Regions from separate parts of the Rattus norvegicus genome. Here region 2 is linked to region 1. Evidence: chromatin contacts called from public Hi-C data. All regions are on one chromosome and are shown on one strand. The core of a region is the stretch at or near the end of the contact, and the rest is flanking DNA. Distances in the headings are between cores, read along the strand shown.

Region 1 (7,099 bases), core at 753-3,252:
TCTGGAGAATTGTATCTGGTGTGTCAAGGAAAAGGAGTGAAATGGAACCTGAACTAATGAGCATCAAATATTAATATGAGTGGGACCAAGGTGAAACCATCCTCATTAATCAACCCATCAGCTAACCTTCCAAATGCTTCCTATTAGATGAAGTGGAGAGTATCGTGCATGACACCTTCTTTTCATTTTATTATACATACATATATATATATATATGTACATATATGTATATAATTTCAAGTAAATTAACTGTAATATACCACAAATTCTTATTTTGACACTAACCAATATAGTCACTCAGAAAACCCATTTTTTGTGACAAAGTACAGAGGGCATGGTCATCTTTAAACCAATGAGATGAGAACCGAGAGACATTATCTCAAATGGTAATTGATATTATTACATCCATAAATATGTTCCTGCTCTTTTTTGCCATATTGTACAGCAAATTTCTTACATTCAGAAGTGTTGAGGCACAGAAGTGAAACCAAACCAAATGAAAGAAAGTGAACAAGAGTAAAATTTTTAACAGTTAACAGTTAAAACTGAGTCACCAAGGGGCCGGTTTTCTTAGATTTTAGAATATAAAAGCAAAGCAAACCAAAACAAAACAAAAAAGAAAAAAAACAGCAAAAAAACATATGATTACCTATAGGTTTCTTCCTGGCAACTTACAAATTTGCAAGCTTCTACAGTTCTCTTTCACTCAGAATGTGATGAAATGTGGCTCAAAGCAGGATTAGTGTCTTTAGCACTTCTCATCATCTGTCTGTATTTCCCTCAGTTGTGGCCTCTCACCCATGGAGCCTTCAAACACCTTGTCCAGATAGCCAAGGTATAAGGCAAACAGGCATCGTAGATGACCGTATGGAAGACCTCTTCAGATCACCCTAAGAATTGGCACATACCTGCCCTTAACATGGTGCATCCCCACCATCTCCATGCAACCTGATCTCTGATACTGAGACTTCTGAGAAAATCTGTTGTTAGGAGAGCATCAGCTCTTCATGGCTGAAGTGTGGGCACAGCTGTTCACACCAGGCATTTTCTCTCAAGTTGATAGTCCTGAAATTGAGATTTCAATTACTTTCTCTTTTCTCTGTCAGTCCTCCCTTCTGATACATAAATCCATGGCTATAAATATGTCTGCTAATAATGAATATTTAAGTCCAAAATTTCAGGCTTGTCCAACCTGCAGCCCACAGCCTGTACACCATACCCAACTTGTTTGCTGCCTTGGTCATCTAACTCTTTATAACACACATAAGGTGACAGGGCAAGACAGTGCAGAGGTCCCTCCATGTCTCTATATGCTTAGCCCAGGGAGTGGCACTATTATGAGGTGTGTCACTGTGGGCATCATTTAAGGTCCTCATCCTAGCTGCCTGGAAGTGACTATTCTGCTAGCAGCCTTCAGATGAAGATGTAGAACTCTCAGCTCCTCCTGCTCCATGCCTGCCTGGATGCTGCCATGTTCCCACTTTGGGGATAATGGACTGAATCTCTGACCCTGTAAGGCAGCCCCAGTTAAACATTGTCCTTATAAGAGTTGTCTTGGTCACGGTATCTGTTCACAGCAGTAAAACCCTAAGACACTCCATCTTGTGTTCTTGCTGAGGCCATTTCAGGTTTAACTAGAATTTGATCTCCTGGATAAGGAATTCCATGGGAAAGTATTCAAATCTCACTAGAAATCCCAAGTTAAAATGCCCCAGCTAATTTATCTTAGCTCCTGTTCAACTACCTACTTTTACCAAAACCTCTCTGTGAAGGGCAAAACACAAGAATGTGGCATTTTTCTGTAAAAGCCTCTTGCTCTAAACGCCCAGGACTATATTTGGGTTCTGGAATGTCTAACCATTGCCACAGCTGTGGACTCATTATTTGTTCTTCAGTTGTAGAACATTTAGGTTAATCCCATTCCCTAGCTATCATAACGAGGGCAGTGATGAACATGGCTGAGGAAATATGTGTGGAATGTGATGACTAGTCCGTCCTGAGGAAGTATATGAAGCAACGGCTTAGCTGATTCATAGGGTAGATCCATTTTTAGCTTCTGAGAATTCTCCACACTGATCTGCATCGCCATATCATATATCAGTAGACACCATGACTGATCTCTCATAGTTTCTGTCGTGACTAATATTGCAATAAACATGGCCATGCCGCTGTCTCCTTGAAATAGGAACATATTTAAAGATTAATTTTATTTAATGGTTTAGAAATGCCACATTTTATGTGTGCCTCCACATATTAATGGACAGAATGCTCCATGTCATGCTTATTATAATGTTGGAATGTAGTTGAGTGTATGCGTATTTCCTTGATGATATGCAGATTTTTACTTCCTTTGGATACACATTCACTGGTAAACTGCTGATTCATAGCTTAGCTATTTGAGAAACCTTCGTACTATTTTCTAATTAAACATGGTGATTTACATGATCAAGAACTCCCTATAGTAGCCATTCCTGGTTGTCAACTTGACTATATCTGGAATGAACTAAAATCCAGAATTGGAAGGTTCACCTGTGATCCAGAGCTTTAAGCTGGGAGATACAAGTTTCTGACCTGGATTTTGGCATGGAGATTTTGAGGCATAGGGCCTATGAATCCCAGGAGACTTAGGCAACGCCATCTATGAGTTCTAGGTCATCTGGGACAAAGCAAGTCCCAGATCCAGGTGTGGTGGTACACACCTTTAATCTGGACCACACCTTCTGTTGGAGACCTACTTAAGGACATTGGAAGAATGAAGATCCTCTCTCTTCCTCACCTGCCTGTCTTGTGGGACTGAGCCAATGCTAGATTCTTGGACTTCATTCACAGCTGCTGCTGACCATTGTTGGGGAGTTGGACTACAGACTCTAAGTCATCAACAAATTCCCTTATTTTGTAGAGACTATCCATAAATTCTGTGACTCTAGAGAACCTTGACTAATATACTCCCTTACTCATGTTAGATATCAACTGTCATCCTTTATTCTTTGACAGTAGCCATTCTTACAGGTTGAAAGTGATCTAGCACTATGGTGCTGATCTAAATTTCTATGATAAACAATGATACCATTTAATATGCCTATAGAACCTTTTTATATCTTCTCTGGAGGAATGATGACTTAGTTGCCTTGCTCATATTTCCATGAAGGTATTAAGTATTTTACTTTTGAGTTTTAGACATGTGCCTGTTCCACCTGGATTGCTTCCTTGTTTTCTCCTAGTAGATTTACAGTTTCATAACCTACATCTGTTTATTTTGAGTGGAATATTGCTATAAAAATGGTTTACTTCTTTCTTCTTCTGTGGACATCCAGGTATCACGACACCCCACACCAAAAAGAGCCTGTCTCTTCTTCATCGTACATTCTTCACACTGTAATAGAGATGCACTTGCCTGTAACTGGTTGGATATGTTTTGAGGATGTGTATCCAGTTCAATTGTGTTCATTTACTTTTCATTGCATTTGTATTTGTGTGTATATGTACATGAGTTCAGGTGTTGCCAAGACAAGAGGATGGGATTGCCCCAGAGATGGATGGACATGGTTGTGTACTATCTACTGAGGTTTAAAGAACCAACCTCATGTATTCTTTATGATAAGGACATGCTCCTAATCACTTAGCAATCCTTGAATTGATGTTTCTGCCAGGGGATTAGCGCTGGAGAATCCTACTCCAAGCTCTGACTGACATTCCCACTTTACAGTCCTAAAAGACTTAGACAATGATGCCTTGGATCTGCTTCTTGTTGTTGCTGGAGCAGCAGGGATGCTTTCTTTCTATGCCAAGAACTTTTCATGGCTTTACTATTTTATTTCAAACAAAAACATCCTTAGCACATTTTAAAAGAGTTATTTATTTATTTAATAGGTGTGTGTATGAGGGGGGCCCTGAACGTGCCATGATTTTCAGTCAGAGATCAGAGAATAACTTGTGGTTGTTGGTTATCTCCTCCTATCATGAATCAGGGATACAAACTCAAGTTGCCAGGCTTGTCAGCAAGTGTCCCATCTCCCAGTGACCCATCTCACCAGTTCTGATGTAAGAACGTTAGGTTATAAACTATCTTACATTTTTATACATTGAAGACAGCAAACTGAAACACTGGTTAAAAAGTCCTCCTGTGTTTTGTCACCTACATAATTCATGGCTACATTTTTGTAACCTGGTATTCACTATGTTCAATTGAGCTCTGCTGAGTTTCTTTAACAGCGTGAGTCTTAGCTGTGGAGGCTTTTAGATTGTATTATTATTATTGTCGTTATTAATATTATTGCTTGAATTACTTCTAGTCTCTAACCTAGCCTATCTAAACCAATTAAATTAAGTAAGATCTCTGCTCAAACCTAAACATCTCAGAGAAATAACCTGAGGTAAGGTTAATGCTTGTTCTTATTTTTGTCACCCCCTATCCTTGAGATTCTAATGACCTTGACACCAAAATTAACTCTTGCTCGTTCCTCCCATTGCAAGATCAGATTTATGACAGTGTGGATGGCAGTTTATTTTGAGTCCCCGAGCTGTGCTGTCAAAAAGAAAACCTCCCTTAAATATATGTTGACAGACTTGCGAGAAGCTCAGTGCAGTGCAAGTTTGTATAATATGAATATATGCCAATAGCTTGGTCATGTGTGGAAGGTTGGCATACAGGAAGCTTTATAGGAAATTACATACCTTGATTCTGAGACTTCTTGGAATTCCATGCAATCAACAAGTGTAACGACTAGAGAATTCTAAATTCGGGATCACTGTGGTGAGTTTATTTCACAATATTAGTCTTCCAATAAACATTTTTCAATTTCCCGTCCCAGTGTTTCAGAGCTATGAGCTAGCATTTTTAAAGAAGGAAAATAAAAATTAAATTTTTATTATTCTAAAAAGTCCCATGGAGCTTTCGATCAACTTTTCCCTTTCAATGTTGTCTTTCCCTGACTGCAAGCTTGATTCATGTGGGCGGCAGAGTTATTTGAAGTCTGTGATTCTGTTTGCATAATTTCCATAATGGAATAAATAAAGCCATGTTTTCAAACTGTCAAAAAGATGTCCCAAACAGACAGCTGAAATGCATCTGGCAAAGTCCTCTAGCGTGAGTGTCTCAGGAATGCTTGCCTCACAAGTAGGGAGTGGGGAGTGTGAATGGATAAGTATCTTCAGAGTCAAGATTCTTTGCAAAGCACTAAAATTACGGTTCTTCTTATTCACACCCTTAAGAACAGAAAGGCTACAAGTACATGGTTACATGTCTAGTGCTGACATATACTGTGGCAAATTCATCTTCTGCTTGTCCAGATGCTGAGTTGGAAGGATTCTGAGAAGCTACCAGATACATACAGTAAAGCATAATAGAGACAGATGCTATTTTTTGTATCTATATAACACATACATGCAAATATGTCACTACATTGTGCATATCATGCATAGTCCTAACGACTGTGGCACAATCTCCAAGCTATCACAGCCAACAAGACCAATAGCCCTATTGGGGTGTGAAGAATAGAGAGCGCAGAGCAGTTGGAGTAGATATAGAAGAGTTCTATATCTAGAACTCGTTAGTTCTTTAGACTTTTTATCACCAAAACTAAAAATATATCAAGATGAGTGAAAGTGCTTGGGCCAGAGACCCTGTGGCCTACCATTGTAGAGGTCATGAGGTCCTTTTTCTCACAGATAATCACTAGCAAAGCCAGGAAGGTTAAATGCATGAGGCTGTCTCCTTGGTAGAAGACTAAAGCACACCAGACCCTCCGCTAAACCCTGAGGCTATAGAAGCCATTTATGGAAGAAGTTACATTTACTTTGCAAAAGAGTTTCAATATAGTGATACCTTAAACGTTACTGTGATAATTATCACCAGGAAACTTGTTTTGAAATTGTACTGTATTTAAATATGCCTAAAATAAAGTGCTCCAGAAGTTTGGACCAACATAGGACACTGGGCTGTGGTGAGTCAGATTTCCTTCTAGCCTCATGCAAGCCATTACCATGCCGGCCCTGTGCTTGCAAATACTCTCACAAACCATCTCCGAAATCTGCACAAAAAAGCCAGGTGTGGTAGCAAGTATCTGCAATCCCAACCATCCTGTGATAAGATGTGAGGAAGATACAGGGAATTAGGCTAATGTCTCACAAGCATGGTTAAACTGTAGCGAAAACAAGAGAGACCCTGCTACACCAAGGTGGAAACCAAGAGCTAACTCCTTAATAGGGACTTCAGTCCTGAGCAAGCAAAGTGTGACACACACACACACACACACACACACACACACACACACACACAATTAAAACTTTCAAACATTTTTAAGGATTTACTAAAGCAAACACTAAGGGGCTGCTTTTATGAATATTCTTTGTTCATCCTATGCAATTATTTCTATTTGATTCTTTAAAACAGAAAATTAAAGTTTGGTTTTATAGTGGTTGCTTAGCATGCAGACACCTCTGGATTTTATCCCCTGTACTGCCTGAAGCATTTAATTAATTAATAATAAATTATTGTTCAGAGATCAGAGGTGACTTCTAAAATCATAAACTTAGCAAAACGGTGTGATCCTTACACTCAAAACTCATTGCTCAGTTTGTTACAAACTGACTATGGTGATGATCCTTATGTCTGAACAAGTAGGAAAATTTAAAATGTTGAATCAGAACACTTAACATGAAATTATAAATTCAATACAACTAATAGCTTCATAAAATCTTTCCTAAGAAGTCTAACATCTTAATCCCTTAAGGTCTCTAAGCCTGAATGTAAGATAGGAAGCTCTTTAATTCATTTTCAGTCATTAAACACACTAATTGTAAGCTTTGTATGTGTCAGACACCCAGCAGGATTCTGAAGATTAATTTATTTCAAAGGTTTTAGACCCTTCGTGCTGTAAGGCAGAGTTAATGTTCTATGAAGTCATTCATTCTAAAAGGGTACTGTGTCCCTACTGTGCATCAGGTAGTATAGTAGCAATGTTGGAAAGGGTTAAGCATTGATTATTGTTATCTAGATTACAGTGGGGAAAGACAGATTTTGAAAAGGAGTAACAATTTAATGAGCATGAAATTATAATGTAAGAGAATTGTTTTGAAGGGGTTCAACAGGTCATGAGAA
Region 2 (6,330 bases), core at 2,447-4,946, 380 kb after region 1:
AGCTTTTGGCCACTCAATCACTGACAGAAGAATCGTCATGGGTAAAGCAGCTCTGGCTCTGATCACTGACTCCACAGCCCTGTGCTGCCTTTCTCTCTACTGCACACACGTGTTCTGCCTTTCTGTGACTCAGTACCCCTTCACTGCCTTCCTGGGGAAATTGGATGCAGGGATATAAGCACCAGCACAAACTAGCTGGCCCAGAGTCCTCTAGGGATTCTCCTGCTTCTGACAGCCACCTCCACGTCAGGCAGAGGTTCTCAACCTGTGGGTCACAGCCTATTGGGGTTATCAATTGAGCTTTTCACAGGGGTCATCTAAGACCGTCAGGAGACACAAATGTCTACATTATGATTCATATAAGTGAACTTCAAAAACTACCATTATGAAGTAGTAATAAAAGTAATTTTATGGTGTGGGGGTCACCACAACATGAGGAACTGTATTAAAGGGTCTCAGTATTAGGAAGGTTGTGAACAACTTCCATAAAGGGTGTGGGGATTTCAGCGGCAAGAGCTTCTACTGCATGTAGAATTTGGTGGGCATTTTTAACTTGAAGTCATTACAGATGAGGCCGTATGAAAGATTTCCTTTATGAAAACTAGAACTTTTGTACACTAAAATAGGTCAGTGGGTTCAGGAATATTTGATTGATATAAACAGGCATTTTAATCTTTGACCCAGCGTTTCTGTAGGCCCGAATTGTGACTGTATTAAAAAATGGTCACCTTCACTTAAAACAGAAACACATTTATCTCCCAATCAGAAAGAAAAATGAATTATTTATAAACTTTTATTGGTAAACATTTATATTTTAAGTCAAATGACTTTGAGAAGAGATTGCTATTGTTATCTTCTAAAATAATAGGAGTAAGCCCCCAAATTATCCTGCCATGAAAGTCAAGATGTGTTTCACCTAGTCTCCACCAGGGTAAATGAAAATATCAAGATACTACCAGAAGCACCATGTCCAATTATGTTGTTATCTAGTTCTAAAACAGTCTCATGACCACAAGTGGAAGCTTCACGACCATTAATCAATCATCCCCCCACTTATTTCCTAGCCCATGCCAACTACTAACTTGATTTCATCATTCATAATTTGATAATAAGTTATATTAATTGATCATAATAATATGGACGTTTCCTGTAGTGTCAGAATATGTAGATACTCTATATGGCTTCAATCACTTAGCCTGCTTTCTGAATCACCCACATGATAGCAGGTATCACTATTTTATCCTTTTGGTGGAATTCTTCATTGCATATGTATACTGCATTTTATTTCCTCCTAGCTCTCATTATTTCTCTTATTTTAATAGGACAACTATGCATATATAACCACATATAGGTTTTTATTTGAATATCTATTTTTAAATTACTTTTAATAAATAGCCAGAAGTGCAAGTTGGGAGGTCTCAGATAATTCTATGTTTAATTTGTTGAGATACTGCCAAATGGTTGTCAACACGTTCTTTCATATGAAACAAGTTTTAAAGATAGTTCTCAACACTTTTCTATGAGGTAAATAAAAGGAAATGCTACATCAATGACATGCCCAAGTGTTTGAAGAGTTTCTAACTTATTTCAAGGTCAGTACATGTAATTTGTTTCTCTCCTGATTGTGGAGCTCTCTACCCAGAAGACTATATCAAACCAAGAAAAGACAAAATAACATTGACAGGAAACCATCTCTGATGTATCTATTTCTTACAATCTACAGACTCTCTGTGCTGTGGTGATGTTTATTTTGTTGTCGACTGAATTAAACATTCTCGACCAACTTTCTTATTTCCTCTTATGATGAATTACTTCTAACAAATCAAACCTAACAACATGTAACTGTGCTCATATGACACAGAATCCATCAGTTTACGCTGTAATCATTTTATTCTAAGATGCAAAGCAGGAGGATGGTTGTATGTGTTTTCTCCTTTGCTTTAAAAGATTATCTAATGACTGGAGGAAGAAGAAAATATCATTGAAACTATGATGTAGATGTCAAGTGAATGCTGTCAGTTCTAGAAACTCCATGCATCAAAGTCACAGCTTGTAAAAGTGTGTGCATGTTACGCTATGCTCTATTCTATATGGAGTTCTTCTTATGACATTCTAGAAGTATCTGAGTATGACGTGTGAACAATTCTTTTATGCGTATCCATTAAATAGTAAGGTCGAACATCCTTAGCTACATTAATAAACTGCTTTAGTTTGATTCCAGGTACCAAAGAGCTCATGAAAAAAAAATCCAGTCATATTGAGGGGGATCTCAGAGATCACCCCATTCCTTGTGTATATGGATATTGGCTAGAGGATGATGGGGGAACGTGATCACACTAATACAGTAGCGGCGAGCGCTCTGGGTGTTTCTAAGAGGATCAGAGAGTGCAGAGAGTTCCTTGAAGCCATATATTAAAGAATGGTCTCAGTAACAGAAATAGAGGGGATTGTGTAGTGTTATCACTGGAAGCATATAATTAATCTTTGAACATGATTTCATGGTTTTTTCCAAGCAAGTTATAAGTAGGTACTTAAAAATACAACTGGGAACTGTGTTCCACGCTGCACCCACCTTGTCTCTTTTCATATGCATGTACATGAGAAGCACAATCATGAAATATTCATGAGTATAAATTTATATGAATGTGTGGGCATCTATCCCAATGTGATCGTTTAAAATAAAATAACAAGATATTTATAACTTAAAGGCTTTTATTTTTTATGTCAAAGTGAATAGATTGATATGTGGTCCTTCACTAGCTGAAGCTCACTTGGCATAGAATATTCATGAAATAAAGATTTAAACCCGTTAGACGGAGGTGGTGCATTAGGACAGGGCTTTGAAAAGGTAGTGGCATCTAGTCTGTAGTTTGAGTGGCTAAAGGGTTTGGTGCTGCCGCATGCTGGGAACAACTTTCTGAAAATACTGCTTGGAGTCACGGAATGCTTGATACAACTGCAAAAATATTTACACGTTATTTAAAAAAACCAAAGGCAAAGGTTGAATCAGTCATTTGATCTTCCTTAATAATGCATATTTGGTACTAGCTAGGCTGCCTATGTATGGAGTATCTGCCATTAAATTCCACCTACATCTTTTAAAAAAGGAAAATAAACACGTCTACAGAATCATATCCATTATTAGTGAAATTTAGAGAAAAGGGCTGGAGACATAGCTTACAGGTTAACAGCACTTGCTACTCTCCTTCAGGTCCCAAGTTCTACTCCCAGTATCCACAGGGCAGCTCACAAGCTCCTGTACTTAAGGCCCAAAGGACCTGATATTTGTTTCCGGTTTATTGATGTATGCATGGTTTTGCAAATATTCTCATCTCATGAGTGTGTGTCACACATAGGCATAAAAATAAACAAGAAAGTAACTACTAAACTCAGGGAGGTTAATCCTGCACTGTACACAGATCACTTTACCTGCTGTAGTCTGTTGTTAACAGGCTACCACGCACTTTCTCTTGGATTGTCTGTGATTCATTGAACATTTTTATGAAGTTGTTCATTATGGACAAGGAAAAGATCACTTGCTAAGTTGGGTTTTGGAAAAACCCAAGTGAGGGCCAGCAAAAATAAAGCTTCATTAACATTCTTCCCAACTCTCCTCCCACCAGGATCCTACGAACAGGCAAAACATACCAAACTTGAAATCTTTGCAGATACCCAACACATAAGTGAGCTTACAGATGTACCAGAAACCTTAGCAAGCAGTAGGCCTCCATCTCTCAATGACACACGGAGGTTCAATGTAGAAGAGAAGAAAGGCCTTTCATATCATTAGGATGGTGAAAACATTTGAAACACATACAGCAACCAATCATTTGAATTTCTTCGACATGGGCATTCTAAGTGCACCTTTGTTTTCTATTTAACTATATAAATTGTCATTTGGTATTGGAAATAATCGTACTGAGTGGAAACCAAAAGCAATAAAGAAAACGTTTGCAATACTTACAGTGCCATCTATTGGTTGTGGGATTTGTTATTTCAACACGAAGCCAAACTGCCCCAATTATTACTAGGTAGAAAAGGAATTACCACATTCAAGCCAGGAAAACCCACGTCCAGTTGGCTGCTGGGGTGTTTAAAGATAACACTACGTACCTGAGAGTCTTACAATTGGCTAATATGACTGAGCTGTAAGGAAACAGACACGTGAGAACGTTTTAAACTTAAACTGTAGCCCAACAAGTGTAGTGTAGGCTATATTACGTATCTACCATGTAATGTTTACTCATGCCACAAACAAAATAAAGCTGATTGTCCTTTGCATAGTGGATAATTCTCTGAAAGCTTTGCAGCCTTGACGAACGCAGTGCTGATCTTCCTTTGTCATTGAAAGCATAAGGGAAGCTGTTTTGTGTCACGAAATTGATTCAATTAATAATACTTCTCCCTTCGTGCAAAGATCAGAAATGAACAGGCAAGACAACAAAGTACATTTTTAAAAGATGTCTTTTCTAAAAGCCCCCTTTTCACACGTGCATTATAACTGCCATTGAGTTGGATAATTTGAACATTCAAATGAAAGGACATGAAATTAATTAATTCCAGGTAAAATTATTTTCTTGCTCAATTTTGCAAGTACAACTAATTGAATAATGAACAGTTCAGCCTAGAAAAAAAAGGGATGCAAGCCTTTTAAAGTTTGGCTCCCTCTGCTTCATATAATGGTTAGCTTAGTAGCCATTATCATCTATAAATGATGCTGTCAATGATGGGGAGAGAGGAGGGAGAAAGAGAGAGAGGAAGAGGGAGAGAGAGAGACAGACAGAGAGAGAGAGAGAGAGAGAGAGAGAGAGAGAGAGAGAGAGAGGAGGGGAGAAGAGAATAATATTCCAGAGGCAGAGAACGAGACAGCAATGATGGGACATACTTGGTAATTATGGTTGACTAGAAAACAATATAATTTTTGTTGTATAATGATTTATTGAAAATTTCCCCTTTCTTAATTTCAACCCACCTCATTTTTGCTTTATTTATCTGTATAGTTTTTGAACATTTTGCTTTTGTACCTTTCCTATAGGATATTTTATTTAATATTTCCATTCCCCTAGTACATTAAAGAATATATGAATTTACAAGGAGGTAGATTTTCATGATGTTTTATAGTGAGCGAGAAATATATTTTAAAAATAAAATGCAAAAGAACAGTTTGACGTTTCGTCTTCCAAAATATGAGCTCTTTTCATTTTTCTAGGCCATTTTTGTTTGTGTGCTTTTCTGTGCTGATATCCAGTTTTACCAAAGAGAAAAGGATGTCCACAGCAGCTCTGAAGGATTGCTTGCAGGATACAATTCTGTGGAGCTAAATCTGCTCAGAAATGGAGTCCCATTTTCCAATATTTCCTCTATTCAAATAGATTGTCTGCACATGTGAAAGTTATATAAAACAGTGCATTCCATTGTCAATGCTACCACTCTCCTCAGGAGGGTTGGGTGGGCAATGAAACGTTCAAAATGACTATAAAAGCACGCAGGTACTTGCCTCCTGTCGATCATTCAGAATTGCTGTACCTGCCCCTCATTCTTTGTTTCCTCCAGTGTCTCCATGTGAGATGTTTCTGATTTCACAATTTATTCGATATTCAGAGAACACGCGAAGGAAACTGCTATTTTGTGCTTAAACGTTTAAAGAAATCAACACTGAGAACTCCCAGACAAATACACAGGTTTTTTTTCATTAGATTGGAAACCGAAGAGGCTTTTGCAGTTTTAAAGTATGCTTTCTTCCTCTCCATTCACTTTACTAGCCTCAGAAAGGTCATTCTTGAGAGCACCGGGCTTAATGACTGTAGGCACGGAGCATCAGTCACGATGGACCTCAGACTCCCATACAGCAAATGACTGCATTTAAATCATCAATAATTAATAAAGCTCAAAGGGCTCATCAGTACGTGGCTACTTGAGTACAAGCTGTTATTGGAAAACCTATCCTGCCAAGAAAATATGTGTTCTAAAATCAATTTACATAGGAAAACTGAGAAAGAAGACTCTTGCACGATGGAACAAAGTAGGCCATTTCCGTAGTCAATGACATAGACCTATTCTGTGCTTCACATCCATATCCGTATGCTGGCCTATTATTACTTTCCCTGTTTCTGCTTAAAGACACTCTTATAGAAACAACCTAAGGAAGGATGGTTTATTTTAGCACACCTCTGAGAGGACAGCTCATCGTGAGCAGTGCCTAGAGCCTGAAGCAGCTGTTGACATTGAGTGTGTGGTCAGCAAGAAAAGAACGATGAATGTTGCTGTTCAATTAGCTTTCCTCTTCCACCTGTCTAGGATTCAAGCCCAAGGAAAGCTGGCCACTCCTTC

What was found. A called contact is a pair of places that touch in the nucleus more often than the background predicts.
Region 2: a contact with region 1 is called in a Hi-C map of the A7r5 cell line, with 1.9 times the contacts expected there. The contact joins two enhancer-like sites. A contact is called at or near these places in 2 of 12 Hi-C or Micro-C datasets (the A7r5 cell line and the Rat2 cell line).

What each region holds. Positions count from the first base shown.
Region 1 is chr7:62,819,004-62,826,102 of GRCr8, forward strand. No RefSeq gene overlaps it. Among named protein-coding and RNA genes, the nearest start is that of Slc16a7, 220 kb to the right of the region's middle. Within about 2 kb of position 2,003, at least 9 of the 93 cell types and tissues checked have an H3K27ac peak or open chromatin away from gene starts, as enhancers often do. A contact at or near this core is called in the A7r5 cell line, where this site is marked.
Region 2 is chr7:63,193,960-63,200,289 of GRCr8, forward strand. No RefSeq gene overlaps it. Among named protein-coding and RNA genes, the nearest start is that of Slc16a7, 160 kb to the left of the region's middle. Within about 2 kb of position 3,697, at least 3 of the 93 cell types and tissues checked have an H3K27ac peak or open chromatin away from gene starts, as enhancers often do. A contact at or near this core is called in the A7r5 cell line, where this site is marked.